4 separate regions of the Zea mays genome follow, and all the other regions are linked to region 4. A link is a contact called in public Hi-C data. All regions are on one chromosome and are shown on one strand. Each heading gives the region's core, a stretch centred on a gene start, on an enhancer-like site or on the middle of the called end of the contact. The rest is flanking DNA. Distances are from core to core; before and after follow the strand shown. Region 1 has its middle 12 kb from the start of LOC103640485. Region 2 holds the start of LOC103640486 (vegetative cell wall protein gp1). Region 3 has its middle 28 kb from the start of LOC118473082. Region 4 holds the start of LOC100383075.

Evidence for each region. Hi-C and Micro-C count contacts between places; a contact is called where the count stands out from the background.
Region 1: a contact with region 4 is called in a Hi-C map of ear, with 4 times the contacts expected there. The contact joins the enhancer-like site here to the promoter of LOC100383075 in region 4. A contact is called at or near these places in 2 of 25 Hi-C or Micro-C datasets (ear and tassel).
Region 2: a contact with region 4 is called in a Hi-C map of bundle sheath, with 1.9 times the contacts expected there. The contact joins the promoter of LOC103640486 here to the promoter of LOC100383075 in region 4. A contact is called at or near these places in 2 of 25 Hi-C or Micro-C datasets (bundle sheath and ear).
Region 3: a contact with region 4 is called in a Hi-C map of leaf, with 3 times the contacts expected there. The contact joins the enhancer-like site here to the promoter of LOC100383075 in region 4. A contact is called at or near these places in 2 of 25 Hi-C or Micro-C datasets (ear and leaf).

Annotation. Positions count from the first base shown.
Region 1 is chr1:164,747,308-164,750,848 of Zm-B73-REFERENCE-NAM-5.0, reverse strand. No RefSeq gene overlaps it. Among protein-coding and RNA genes, the nearest start is that of LOC103640485, 12 kb to the right of the region's middle. Within about 2 kb of position 1,673, at least 16 of the 20 cell types and tissues checked have an H3K27ac peak or open chromatin away from gene starts, as enhancers often do. A contact at or near this core is called in ear and tassel, where this site is marked.
Region 2 is chr1:164,945,294-164,948,694 of Zm-B73-REFERENCE-NAM-5.0, reverse strand. It overlaps LOC103640486 (vegetative cell wall protein gp1), which reads right to left and starts at 1,479. Exons shown (of 2, transcript XM_008663091.4): 1 at 503-1,479. The coding sequence starts at 1,126.
Region 3 is chr1:164,821,764-164,825,089 of Zm-B73-REFERENCE-NAM-5.0, reverse strand. No RefSeq gene overlaps it. Among protein-coding and RNA genes, the nearest start is that of LOC118473082, 28 kb to the right of the region's middle. Within about 2 kb of position 1,354, at least 2 of the 20 cell types and tissues checked have an H3K27ac peak or open chromatin away from gene starts, as enhancers often do. A contact at or near this core is called in leaf, where this site is marked.
Region 4 is chr1:165,221,533-165,225,119 of Zm-B73-REFERENCE-NAM-5.0, reverse strand. LOC100383075 reads left to right here and starts at 1,603. Exons shown (of 4, transcript NM_001175746.1): 1 at 1,603-2,169; 2 at 3,490-3,587. The coding sequence starts at 1,829.

The sequences.
Region 1 (3,541 bases), core at 424-2,923, 470 kb after region 4:
AACCACTCCCCATTACAGTTACCCATCTCCTTATCATTTTTCACTATTATTTTAAATCAAATTAACATGTTTTGTGAATGGTGAGATTCGAACTCGCAACCTCTCTCTCGCATACCCTCCTCTACCACTACACTACTACATCATTTTGTCTATATTATGTTTTCATTCCTCATACCGAGAGTAATTTGATTATTTGAGGCACTAAATGAATTCATTTGAAAATATGACCAACTATAAAGTTGCATAACATTTCAAGATCTACAAGTTCTATTTTGATAGTTTCTACGTCCGAGGCTATTTACAAAATTTGAATTTCAAATTTGAAAAGACACGAATTTTTCAATGATAATATGATTTCAAATCAAAAAATTATTAGTTACAAAATTTCATTACATTTCAATACAAACAACTTTTATTTTGGTGGTTTTTTCCATTCGAGGTAATTTAAAAAATTCAAATTTTAAAATTCAAACATAGTTTTACATGACAACATGATTTCAAACCAAAATATTGCCAACTACAAAATTTCATAACTTTTGAAGACCTACAACATTTATGTTGGTGGTTTTCCCATCCGACGTCGTTTTCAAAATTCATTTTTTAAATTTTTAAAATTCAAATGTAGTTTTCGTTGACAAGATAACTTCAAATGAAAAAGTTGTCAACTACAAAATTCTATAACTTCCCGAGACCTACAAAGTTTATTTTGGTTGTTTGGTCATTTGTTCATCTCAAATGATGGTTCTAACATTATTCAAAAATCTTATACATCTCTCTTATAGTTTCATAAACTACGAGAAAGAGATAGGTTTTATGAACAAATTTACTTTTATTTTGTCATATAAGAAAATTATCAAAATATAAATTGTACATCTTGATGAGTTATACAAATTTGTAGTTGAAAACTTTTTCATTTGAATTAATGTACTGCTTTAAAATGTGATTTTAAAATTGTCTTTGCCTAGTGTGCAAAATAAAACACTCGACAAAAAAACTCTTTGTCGAGTGTCAAAAATAAAACACTCGGCAAATACTCTTTGTTGAGTGTCAATAAAAAACACTCAGCAAAGAAACTCTATACCAAGTGTAAAAAATAAAACACTCGGCAAAGAGTTTCTTTGCGGAGTGTTTTTTACCGAGGGTTTTTTACTTGGCACTCGGCTTGCCGAGTGCCCGAAAAAAAACGCTCGGCAAATCATTTAACACTCGGCAAAAAGCCGAATTCCGGTAGTGCTTGTCACGAGAAGGTCCTAGGGTTCGTTGTTGTTTGCCCTAAATAGGTGGTGACCATCATGGATGTGGCTTAGTGCTCAAAAGATGTTCAATTTATCTGATCCTACATCATCTAAGGGCTTGTTCGTTTTATTGCTAATCCATGTGAATTGAGTAGAATTGAATCGGTTTAAATCTACAATAAATTAAAATACGTCTCAATTTAATCTAATATATTTCAGTCCACTTGAAATAGGAATAACCGAACAGACCTAAAGGTGTCAATACCGACAGACGGTTCATTCCAGCGTTTGGTGATAAAATGGGCGCCGACGCGTAGCACTAGCACTTAGTATTATTTTTATGGAAGCAGCAAGAGACCACGCTCGTAGCCCGATGCCTGACCCACTTAAGCACCCGTGTATTGTGACTTTTTAAGAGCCCATGTAAACGTTTCGGTCTGTAGGTATTGTCTGGGCCGGCCGAAAGCCTTGACATGCATGTGGCTGAGCAAAAACAAGCATGGAGCCGCTGGCTTGTAACCAAAGTAGAGATGTCTTATTTTCCACCGTACAAATTCGTCCTTATGCTTAGTGTCGTAACGCACACGATGATGATGGTCTGAGCTCGTCGACGAAACAACGCTCGTCTGAACACTACGTACCGTCATGCACACGCTGAGCACACCATGATTAGCAGCCACCTAGACCGCCGCCGCGTCCGCCAACTTTTTTTTTGCATTTTAGTCCTTTTAGGGTTTTTTTCATAATTATGTCTTTTGCAGTTTTATTTTAAAAAGGGAACAATTGGATCTATAACATTAAAAGATCCAAACTTTAGATATATATCATGGACCCCACATGTCATTGACTCATGTGGACCCACGTGTAAGTGAGATAGTAATGGTATGGATCTAAAGTGGTGATCTTTTAATGGTATGGATCCAAATTTCCCTTTAAAAAATAGATCTTAACCTCGGCACCATCATCATTGACATCAAGGTAACGAATAGTGACGCCGACATAATTGGCGCCAACTTTTCCTACGTGGCAAGCGATGTGGCAAGTCCCAGGGAGTCAGCGTCATAGATCTTGGCGCCGACCCTCCTGGACAGCACCAGAACTCGCCGTCGAGGGGGGTCGGCGCCAAGATCTATGGCGCCGACCGCATGGGACTTGTCATATCGACTATCACCACGTAGGAAAAGTTGGCGCCAACGATATTGGCGTCGTTATGCGTTACCTTGATGATAGTGCCGAGGTTGAGATTCATTTTTTGAAATGAAACTGTAAAGAACATAATTGTGAAAAAAAAACTTAAAAAGGACTAAAATGTAAAAAAGTTGGCCACGCCCGCAGTGCAGTGTGTGCTGCCGCGAACAGGAAAAAAAAAACGCTCGTCTGAACGAACACTGGACAGACAGATATGGACTGAAACGGGATCCAATTCCCAGACAGCGTACGCGGAAGCTGTCATCGCTAGAAGCTAGCTAGCTGCTCGACGACGGTGGTAGTGCTGTCCAGTTGCCGGAGAAGCTCTTCTCCGCTGGGTCCTTCGCCTTCCCACTGCTGCCAGTGGTGCGTGCGTGCTTACGGAGTAGCGAGAGTGGCCCTGCCTCCATTTCCATTTCCATTCACCACTGCACCGACCGCGACCAACCCGGCCGCGCGCTAGCTCTCTCCTCTCGCTAGCTAAACCGCCGACGACAGACTTGCATGCAGTAAAGCCGCCATGGGAAAAAAAAGGCAGGCACCGCATGCACGATGAGATTCCGCTGCATCTTTAAACCCCGCCTAGCTAGCTGCGTCGCTTTGCCTGCATTGCATTGCATCCCAGTCCTGTAATGGCGCTTTACAGCCGAGAGTGCGTGCGTGCGTGCGTCTTTGGACCGATCATCAGATCTCCGACCAACTGTCCCTCCGGACCGGGCCACTTTGATGTTTGTGAGTGACCTCGGTCGGTCAGAAAGGCCACTCTGCTGCTCACACACACAGCTCACTCACTGTCAGCTGTATGTGTCCACAGCTGCCCCCAGGTAATTTCTTTCTGTTCTCGCCATGCACGACCAGAGCCAGACCGACACGCCGCCATGGGAATGGAATGGAAATGGAATATCAGCTCTGACCAAAGCATGCAGCGCCCTACAGCTGCACTATAGCACAAGTAAAGGTTGCAACTTTACGAGCAAGGCTTTGCATATGCACCAGCACCATGCCCATGCCGATGCCTGTGGGCTGTGGCGCCAACCCGGCCGCAAGTCAAACGCAGTGCCGCCCTACCGCTCCACTCTGCCGCCCGGCTAGCTAGCTGGTGCAGCCCAAGTGGCGGC
Region 2 (3,401 bases), core at 230-2,729, 280 kb after region 4:
TTATTGGTGCGCCTACGTACAGTAGGCGCGGCCGTACCCAGAATCCCAGACCCACGCCCCGCGAACGGCTACTTCTCCTCCACCAGGGCCCGGCCCACGAAGCATCGAGTAGGAGTGCTGTCCGCACGGGTACGCGTGCGCGGGGCCCGCAGCTCGACCGGGTTCGCCGGCCAGCCTCCCGTGCTTTGACCCGACACGCATGCCTGCCTCTCGCTGACGCGCGGGGTCCCGCGCGTCAGCAGCGCGAGTGCCTCGGTCTCCGCGCCCGCTGGCCGGTGCCTGACTCACTGACTGCCTGCATGCTTGCCTGTGCGACTGTGCCCGCCTGCCCGGTAGTGGTGGTGGGATCAAATGCGCCTGGGTTCGGAATACCCGACGGCTGCGGTCCCAACACGTGTGCAATGCAAGCGTAGTGCGGCTAGCCTGCCCCGGCTGCTCTGCTCTAGCTACTACAGTACGTGGTACGGAGAGAGGTGGAGCGCAGTGCCAGTGGGTCACGTACCATCATGTCGGCGGTGGAGGGGCCAGGGCCGGGGGCGAGGCCCACGCCGGTGCCGGTGCCGGTGGCCGGGGACGCGGCCGCGAGCGGTGCTGGCGCGTGCTTCTTCTTCGTCGGCGTCGGCTTCTTGCTGGGCGCGGGCGCGGGCGCCGCGAGGACGGGCGCCGGGGCCGGAGGGGACGACGACGGCGCGGGGGCGAGCGTCGGCGCTGGGACCGGCGGGGAGGACGCGGCGGGCGGAGGGGCGCTCGCGCCCACGGGCGCCGGCGCCGGCGCCGCGGCCGGGGGCGGCAATGCGGGCGGCGGCGAGGAGCTGGTGGGGGCTGGGGTGGGCGGAGACGGCGGTGGCGTCGGTGGGGTCGGGGAGTGGGTGGGCGCGGGGGAGGCGGCCGGGGAGGTGAGCTTGGCGCCGGCGTGGGACGAGGACGGGGACGCGGCGGGCGAGGTGGAGATGTGGGTGTCCTTGGAGGGCGGCGGGGAGGAGGAGGATGAGGGGCTTGGGGCGGCGGCGGCGGTAGAGGAGGGTGAGGTGGATGGCGCGGCGGCTGGTGACTGGGTCTGGGACCGGGCGGTGGTCATGGCGGCGGCGAGGAGCAGTAGAAGCTGGAGGAGGCGGTGAGGGGCCATGGGGAGGGGAGGGGAGGACACTAGGGCTCTGGGCTCTGTAGTGTGACTGTGTGACTATGAGTGATGAGCGAGGGAGAAGTGTGAGGGGGAAGAGCAGAGAGAGCAAGCTGGGCTGGTTTCTACTGGCCTTGGCTTTGAGGGGAGCAGAGCAGCGGTGGTAAAGGCTGTGCGTCGTGGGCATGTGAAAGGACCTGCCTCTGCGTCTGCGTGTGGTGCTGTCTCTCGTCTCGTGGTCATGACTGAACAAAGGCTGATGATGCACTGCAACACGACTGCATGAAGAGGGAGAGAGTGGGCTAGGGGTCTAGGAGAAGCTTTTTTGAAGAACTGACACGGCGTGGTGGTCGATGGCTGATGAGATAGTGAAATGCTCAAACTATGATGGTGATTAGTGCAAGATTAGCACAAAAGATGATCTTAGCTACCGAGTACCGACCACTCACAAAGCCACAAAAAAATGATTCGTGGTAATGACTAATGGGGCTCCTCTCTACTTTGACGGTGACGCTAGCTTTGTCTGTTCCTCCGTCTCTGTTTTGTCCTCTTCCAATTTCGGGCGGATCTCTCAGGTTTCCCTTTTAGCAAAACTAAAGGAGCTTTGTTCTTTTTTTTTACTTAAGTGGCAAGCAATGTCACGATGCTCTGCAGGTACAGTATCTACGCTCAATTTTGAAGACGGTGGATGTTTCAAACATCTCTCCGACAAGTAATTTATTATATGCATGGTGGACCTAGTGGATGGTCCATATAATGAACGGCACACCCTAAAATCATATAAGGGTAGTTAACATAGTGGTGTAAGTATTATTTTTTGATATTGTGAGTCAAGGTTCGAGTCTTATTGATAACTATTTTTTGTTTCTTTTTTTTTTTTGATATTTTTTCGGCACATCCTAAGCGTAGCAGCTGGGACCGCCACTGATTGTGTGTGTTCCGGTGTTCGGACGGTATACACGGTGGACGTAAGATTTATATTGGTTCGGACAGGATGTTTCTACTTCCAGTCATCGGCGGCTTGCGCTAACCGACACCATTGAAGATCAAAGCACGTAGTAGGAGTTACAAGCGGGCGAGAGAGGGAGGAGAGTTTCCCAAGTCTCTTATCATGGTAGAGGTGGAGCTAAGGGTGACAGAGTGGAGTCCTAGCTAAGTCTTGGCTTGATGGCGGGGCTCCGGTCTCTGGGTTATCGTCGGTGCGTACTCCTATTCGTCGGTCCTTCTGGGCGTCTTCTCGTCTAGGTCCGTCCTTGTGCGTGCATCTGTCTGCCCGAGATCCTTTGGTCCGGGGACTAACCTCTTCCTTTTATAGGTCGAGGAAGGGGTCGGGCACCAGTGGTAAACCAAACGTTCTACCATGGTGAAGCCACGCGTGCTCGTTGGTCTCGTGGTCGTCCGATTGTCATGTATTCTCTATGGCGGGTGGCGCGGGCATCATAGCGCCCTGCCAGCGTTCTGCACACTCAAGCCTAGTCCCGATAGACCATGAGTGCGTCGTAGGCCTAGAGTGCATGGGCAATAAATGTGTCGCAGTCTGAGGGGTTCGTCAGTCATGAGTGGGAAGTGGGCCGGTGCCTCTGCCACGACTCATCGCCAGGCGTAGTTAATGTAGTCGGTCACTTATGACGAGTCGGTCTCGGGCCAGGCACAACATCCACTCGAGTAGTTTCGCTTCGACGCGCCCAGCCCCCTGTCAGGTTCCACCACACCCGACCTTGGGCTCAGTGCCGCGAGGTTCGTCCGGGGGTGGGTGTCTCAGGGTAGTCGTTCCTATCTCCTCCGGCTAACCAGCAGGGCCCAGTTGCTAGAGGCCTTTCCCTAGTGCGCTCTTTGACCGATGGGCCATAGGGACCGAGGATCTCATCCCCGACAAAGAGGTAAAAGTTTCTGTCTAATTTTTTTGTTTGGTCTTCATATTATCTATAGGGCTATCTCCCACAACTTATTTATCCTCGTCTATTATTTCAAACTCCACTCTGTAAATAGTATAATCTATAGTATAAATTAGTGTTTTGCACGGTCATATACACAATCTACTATACACGATCCTAGTTATAGCTTAAGCTTGTGGGCAACAGACCATGCAAAACACAGTGTTTTGTATTGTTTTGCACTGCAAACAGTACCGTTTACAGAATGTAACTCCAAATAGGAGGTACATAGATAAGGCTGGGGGAAGATATCCAAATTGTAACATCCAAGTTTCCCACACCAAAAATAGATCTAAACTAGCTTAAAATCATTCGGTTCGGAATAGAATAGGACAGAAAACTAGCCT
Region 3 (3,326 bases), core at 105-2,604, 400 kb after region 4:
CAAATTCTAATTTTTAAACTCAAACTTGTTTCACAAATTTTAATACAAATACAAGAATTTCATTATGAGGTGCGTCTTCGGGGATTATGTCTGAGCAATTAACCTTTTCTGAGCGCATTTTAGGGGCGTATTCTGGGTACCCCTAATTATCATGCCCGACAAGAGCACTCGCTTCTGACTACCGCAACTCATGTTAATTTGTGTTGTGGAAAGAAATTGTATATAACCGTAGTGACGTAGGTGCAACTAAAACTAACTAGTCACTTACGCGCGCCAGCACGCGCATGTACCTAAGAATGAATGTTTTACTTTGGCCTCGGTATGATTCACTGTCATGAGTGTTAAGGAATGTAAATTTGAGAAAGACAATAGCTGCAATTTCTGATGGAGCTATCGTTGAATTTGATGTAGATGCTAATAGTGATATAGATAATTTTCTAACACTATTAGTAACGATAGTTTCAAAGTAGAACATAGTTGCTTTAGCGGTTCTATCAGATGTTCAGTTTATACCTGCATAATTGTGAACATTTGAGGAAAAAAAGTAACGAGAAGAAGTAGTAAGTATCTTTGACCAATCAATAAACATGGTATGTAACATTGAAAAGAAGTCAATGCAAGGTAGTATGCACATTTTTTTTAAGAAACGTCGATACATCTGGTTGCATATATGTGAACGATTGAAAATGTCTCAATGCAAGGTAGTATGTACAATTTTTTAAGAAACGTCGATACATTTGGTTGCATATGTGTGAATTTTAACCAGTTTGGACTCTACATAATGTTTCAGTCTGCACTCTGCAGTTAAACAGTGTCAATGTGTATGATTGAATGAATTTAAGCCGTCTGAATAGAGGGGGGTTCAAAGTAAGCTAGGAAGGATCAAGCTAGCTGATTGCATGCTTTTTGACTTGTCGATGCATGGATGCAAATCTTGTATATTCTTTAATTAGCAGAAACGTGCATATAGTATATCATTGCATTTTTTTATTAATGAATGATTGATGTTCTATGATCGGAGCTAGCTATTGGCGTAGCGATGAACAAAATAATTAAATAAATAAATAATTAAGGGGTTTTGACATAGGTTGAATGGTAGAGTTGTTTCTGAAAATATATAGTAAGATAAAATTTGTAGATACCTGAAACAGTACTCGGTGGATCCACAGTGCCGGCATAACTTTCATGAATTTCTACTCCTTTGTCCGGCATCCAAATGAGATGATCTAAACATGTTTTCTTACTATTTCAATGACAGAAACAAGGTGGTAGAGGCTATTATACACTTTGATCTCAACAACTTTTGTTCTCAGCCGATTGATGCAAGCTTTGGCCCATGTATGCCTCATCGTTCTGGTTTCCGTTTTGATTTTCTTTATTGGGCTTTCTTTTTTTTGTTGGGCCCAGTTTGTATCCTTTTGTTTCGGTTATTCTGTTCTTTTCTGGACTTTTGGTAACCTCATTTTTTAAATAGATTTTAATTTTTCCAAATGAAATTTATTCATTTTCCTTTACAAAAATTTTAATCCCTTAGAAAACGAGAATCCATTTTGCCAAACTAGTACTTAGTTTTTATTTCACATATTGTTGTTTCATTGTTTTAAAAAATGACATTTTTTCTCTTTTGGTGTGCATTACATTTTACAATGTTCACAAACTTTTGTTTTTCAGTTTCACCATCTTTTTATATGAAACAGACAGCTGACTATGATCTGAATTTCTTCTGTTACCTTCACTTCTATGTAAATGGCAATGGGGTTCTTGTCTTGACCGTGCTTCAGTTGGTTTAACCTATTACTACAAACGAAGAACCTGGACTACATCTTCCAATCGTTCAACTTCAAGACATCGACGATATCCCTAGCGTTTTCAGTTTGACTGCGTACTTCTACAAACAGAGACAATTAAACGAAATGAATACAAATAAGCAAATTACTGTTTGCAAACCACCATCGGCCGTATTAACTCGCATGCCTATTCATCAGCGAATCTGTCTGTTGGCACTCTGTTTCTGCTCTGCTGGCTGAAGCTAAATATAATTTATCGATAATCATCGTTGGAGTGCAGAATTCCATAGCGTTGAACATTAAAAGTGGCGGACGGTCCGATCCTAGGGCGCGGACAGCGATCGGATTGACTCGGATGATTATCTTTATCTCATGCGTGGTTATCCATCTAATCACGTGGTTATCTCTTAAGAGGCAAGATCTATTTCATCTACCTCACTCAAGATCTCCTCCTCGAATTGATCTATTAATTTCTATGTGACTTTACGTCGTCTAAGAACATCGCGGGTGACCAGCTTGATAGAGGATGAGGCCCGATCTTCCGTGAGGTATGATAACTTGATTGGGTGGAGATCTCGACGTTGATGATCCAAGACTCCGAGCGAACGGCTCCTCGCAATGACTACACCTCTGCTCTGTTGGTTATCACCCGTAACACACGAGTGACCTCGCCACGAAGGCTTATCCCTGCAAGCGCAATCAAGAACACAAGCCAGAACAGAAAGAACGCAACCAAACTGTGTTAATTACGAGATGGGGTCTCACAAGCCGATGACAGTAATATTGTTCGATGACAGAATAATCTAAGCAAAATCCACCCTAATGTGACGACAGCTGCTGAATATATAGAGTATTAGGGCGTGCGTGACCACTGGTCTCGTCCCTAATGGTCTCCAACGCGATACACGGGCCAACGGTCCAACAGACGGTGTCGCAGCACCAAACAGAATTGTTTCGACGATTCCCGTTGACTCTGGATGAATTTTAAGGTGGAACCAGTTGGGTTGGTTAGATAATTTCTTTATCTTTCCAACCATATCAAGTTCGCCGCAATCGAAGTATGAATGCGTACTGGGCACCCATTTTTGTACAGGCTGGACATGGAACCCCAGATAGAATCGCAGCTGAGACGGACTTGATGTCCTTCCTGTTGTGGACGCCATTGCTCCTCCTCCTCAATCCCTTGGCCTTTCCCAAGTCCTTGTTGGTCCTTTCCAATGTTTCTAATCATTAAACATCTATGGTCCTGAGCGTAAGCTCTAAAACGTAATTGACTAGGGTAGAATGTACATGAATATTTAGTTGTCGTGCACGCGATCGTGTTAAAGGTGGGACTAATCCCAAAATTAGGTGGCAACTCAATTGTGTACGCATTATCATTAATTTTTGCAAGAACTTTATAAGGCCCAACAACATGTGGCATGAGTTTAGACTTTCTCAAATTAGGAAACATATCCTTTCTCAAAGAACCCACACCACCTGGTTCTAATTTTATATCCTTCCTACCTTTACTAGCAGCAATACGATATTTTTCATTCA
Region 4 (3,587 bases), core at 354-2,853:
AGAGAGAGAAAAAAAGAGAGAAAAGAAATCTAGAGAGAGAGAAACAAGAGGTAACACCTGAATTTGGTAGGCATTAGAGAAGAAATTTTTATACCACCAAATTTAGGGTGTTACAGATGGTCCAACCTGTCTTACCTGTTGGCATGTTCATGAGTAGGTGAGCGAGGTCGCTTTGGTGACCGGTCACTTGGACCGACCTTTTTTCACATATTTAGATAATAATTGATCAAAGGTTGGGCCAGATTTGACCAGTCGACCAGCTGCCTTTTCCCATTATCGAACGACCTTGTTGTTCCTGTCCACTTTGAATTTGGCCTGGAACTTTGCTTTTGCTTCCTTGACCAGCTACTCCTGGTGCTCCTCGAACTCCAGTTGTTTTTCGGCCGGCAAGGTTTCCCAAGTCGACTCGATGATGTTGCTGGGGGGACATCAGAGCTATCTTTTGAACCGGTCATTGAGGGCCGATATGACGCAACTTCCCCAGCAGAGTCGCCAAAAAGTATGTTGACGCCGATCCGGACGCCAATCACTGCGATGAGTACCGGCGATGGTGCTCTCTGTGGAAGAGCGGACGGTTCGTGACCGAGGGCCGGATGGTCCGCGACCTGGCGCCGAGGCAAGGGTTCCTGCTTGACGAGCCGGACAGTCTGCGCGTGCGCAGGGACGACAGAGTTCACCGAACAACACCTGGATCTCGCTTCCGAGAGGGACCTGTCGGGGAGGAGAGATCCTAGGTTTGTCTTGTGATTGGCAGGCCACCTAAGACGCCTCTAAACGACGTAGAGCCAGAGAGAGGTGAAGACTATAGAGAGGGATATAAGTTACTGTCTACTACTAGGGTAAAATGTAAAAAACTAGAGGTATATTGATTGATTGATCGATTGTTGGTCCTTCAATCGGTCATACCCCTTCAAATATATAAGGGGAAGCGTTCTTCAATAGCTCCTGCGATTAGAGGGCCAAACACGCGAGAAGATAGGAGTCTTAACCGCTGATTCGATCTATTCGCGGACCGTTCGCGCCTATAGGGCGGACCATCAGCGAGCCGAATCGTCCGGGCCTCAGGACCGGACCGTCCAAACATACTCGATATCATAAATATTGCTCAACAGTAATATTTAAAAGTAAATTTATAATAAAATATATTTAAATATCTATTTAATAGTATTAATTAGATATTACAGGTATCATTATATAAAAAAGATTAAATATATTTAAATTCTGGTAAACGAGAACGGCAAATAGTGATGTCTATAATGTCAAATAATATTTTGCATGTACAAACATACAAACCATTTTTTTATATTAATGATGTTCTTTACATAGTTAATTTAAAATAAAGGATGAGATATACGGTAGCACAGGAAGTCTGCTGGAGAGTCCCGAGAAGGGACAAAGGCATTATCACTTGAAGAGCAGGTCCAAAAGCAAAGCATCCGAAACGGCTGAACCGAGGCGGGCACGTGCCAACCACGTGCCTTACCCGCCCCGCCCGCGTCGTCCAGGTCCAAGGTCCAACTCGCGACGCATCTCGATGGCCGCCACCGACGACGGTGCCGTGGACTCCGCCTCCGCCGCGGCCGCGGCCAGGGCCGTCGAGGAGGCGCGCGCGCTGCTCCCCGCCCCGGCGCCGGACTACGACGACGAGGATCTCGAGGAGCGCGCGTACGAGGCGGCTGAGAAGGTCATCGTGTCCATCTCGGGCGGGCCGGACCCGGAGGACGTCGACGGCGATGGCGACGGCGCGGAGCTCTGCTCGTCCTCGGGGTCGTCACCGCCGCCCTTCTCGTGGCGGAAGCTCTGGCTCTTCACGGGCCCCGGGTTCCTCATGAGCATCGCGTTCCTGGACCCGGGCAACCTCGAGGGCGACCTCCAGGCGGGCGCCGTCGCCGGGGACACGCTGCTGTGGCTGCTCATGTGGGCCACCGCCATGGGCCTCCTCGTGCAGCTCCTCGCCGCGCGCCTCGGCGTCGCCACAGGCCGTCACCTCGCCGAGCTCTGCCGCGACGAGTACCCTGACTGGGCGCGCCGCGCGCTCTGGCTCATGGCCGAGGTCGCCATGGTCGGCGCGGACATCCAGGAGGTCATCGGCAGCGCCATCGCCATCAAGATCCTCAGCCGCGGGTACCTGCCGCTCTGGGCCGGCGTCGTCATCACCGCCTTGGATTGGTCAGTTCTCAGTTTTTGTTTCTTCCTTGATCTGTTCTTCCATCTTCCAGTTCTTCATGCCAATTGGTACTGGATCACACGATAGTTTCAAAATCGTTTTCTTTTGGGGAAAACATACCATCGCTTTCTCTTTGATCGGCATTGGGGAATTCGTTTAATCCTTGCTAGAGTAGTCTAAATTAGATCTCAGTTGCTTAGAAATGTGTGAGGATAATTGTTTTCCGCCCTTCTCAACTTCGAGGAACGTTTCATTTTTTGTGTGGTGAGGTTGTACTTTAGTTGTCTCAGTTACCAATCACCATTGATGTTGCACTTGCAGCCCTTGATCCACATCCACTTCGAATTTATTGTGTGCTATGGTATACTAGGAAGTTTGGAGACACTTACCTGCTTTGACAGTGGGCATAAAAAATGATTTCACCACTGGTTGTAACCTTCACGTTTCATTTTTTGACTTTTGGACCAGAAAAAGAGTGCCAAAAATTCACGTGGCGTTGCTTTAGGTTATTGGTGGTCAAATTTTCATTTTTATATGCAAATATGCCGTATGCTTCACCCCCTTAATTTGTTCTATATAAGACCCTAAACCACCGGTTAGTTTTTGTTAACAAGCTGTGTCAAATATTCTTTTCCAAGCAAAAGAGTATATTTTGAGAGTTCCCAACGACTGGTACTCAATTATGTGAATGTTTTCTATCAATTCACTTTGGCTTCCCATGTTGGGTTCCGCTCTCCAAATAATTGGTGCTCCTTTCTCTTAATTTTTTTTTGGTCTTATAGCCAACTGTTTTTTGTTGTTGTTGTTTGTCCTAAAGGTGTGTATGATTATGTTAATTAGTGTGTTGTGCTCCCTTTTCTCCAATGGAGCGATGCTGCTGATGGTTAGAAATCAGATGCTATTTAACAGCAGCTATTAGAATACTACATGAATGTGACATCCATCTGCTTTCTTCTTTGTTCGTATTCAGTGCTCATGCAACACTTTGCCGAGACATTGGGCCTTTTACTGCTTAAAAAAACTTGGAGAGGCTTTGTTGTGAGATTTTTTTTCAATCCCGTTCCAGAGTTTTCTGGATTGTGATACTTGGCTTATAGAGTGACATACACATCTATCCAAATGTTTGCAAGATAACAACTACAAGTGCATTTCTTTAAGCGTAATAACAAATGCGGTCTGTGTTAACTTCTTCCTTGTGCTTTGCACCTGGACAGTATTACTTTGATATACTTAAATACATCGTCTTCAATTAAGTGTGTTATGACAATTAAGTAAACTTTTTTATTTGTACCATCATTGACCTTTATGTTACCTCTTGTCAGCTTTATTTTTCTTTCGCTCGAAAACTATGGGGTGAGGAAACTAGAAGCTGTATTTGCACTTCTAATTACAACTATGGCTGTCTCATTTGCATGGATGT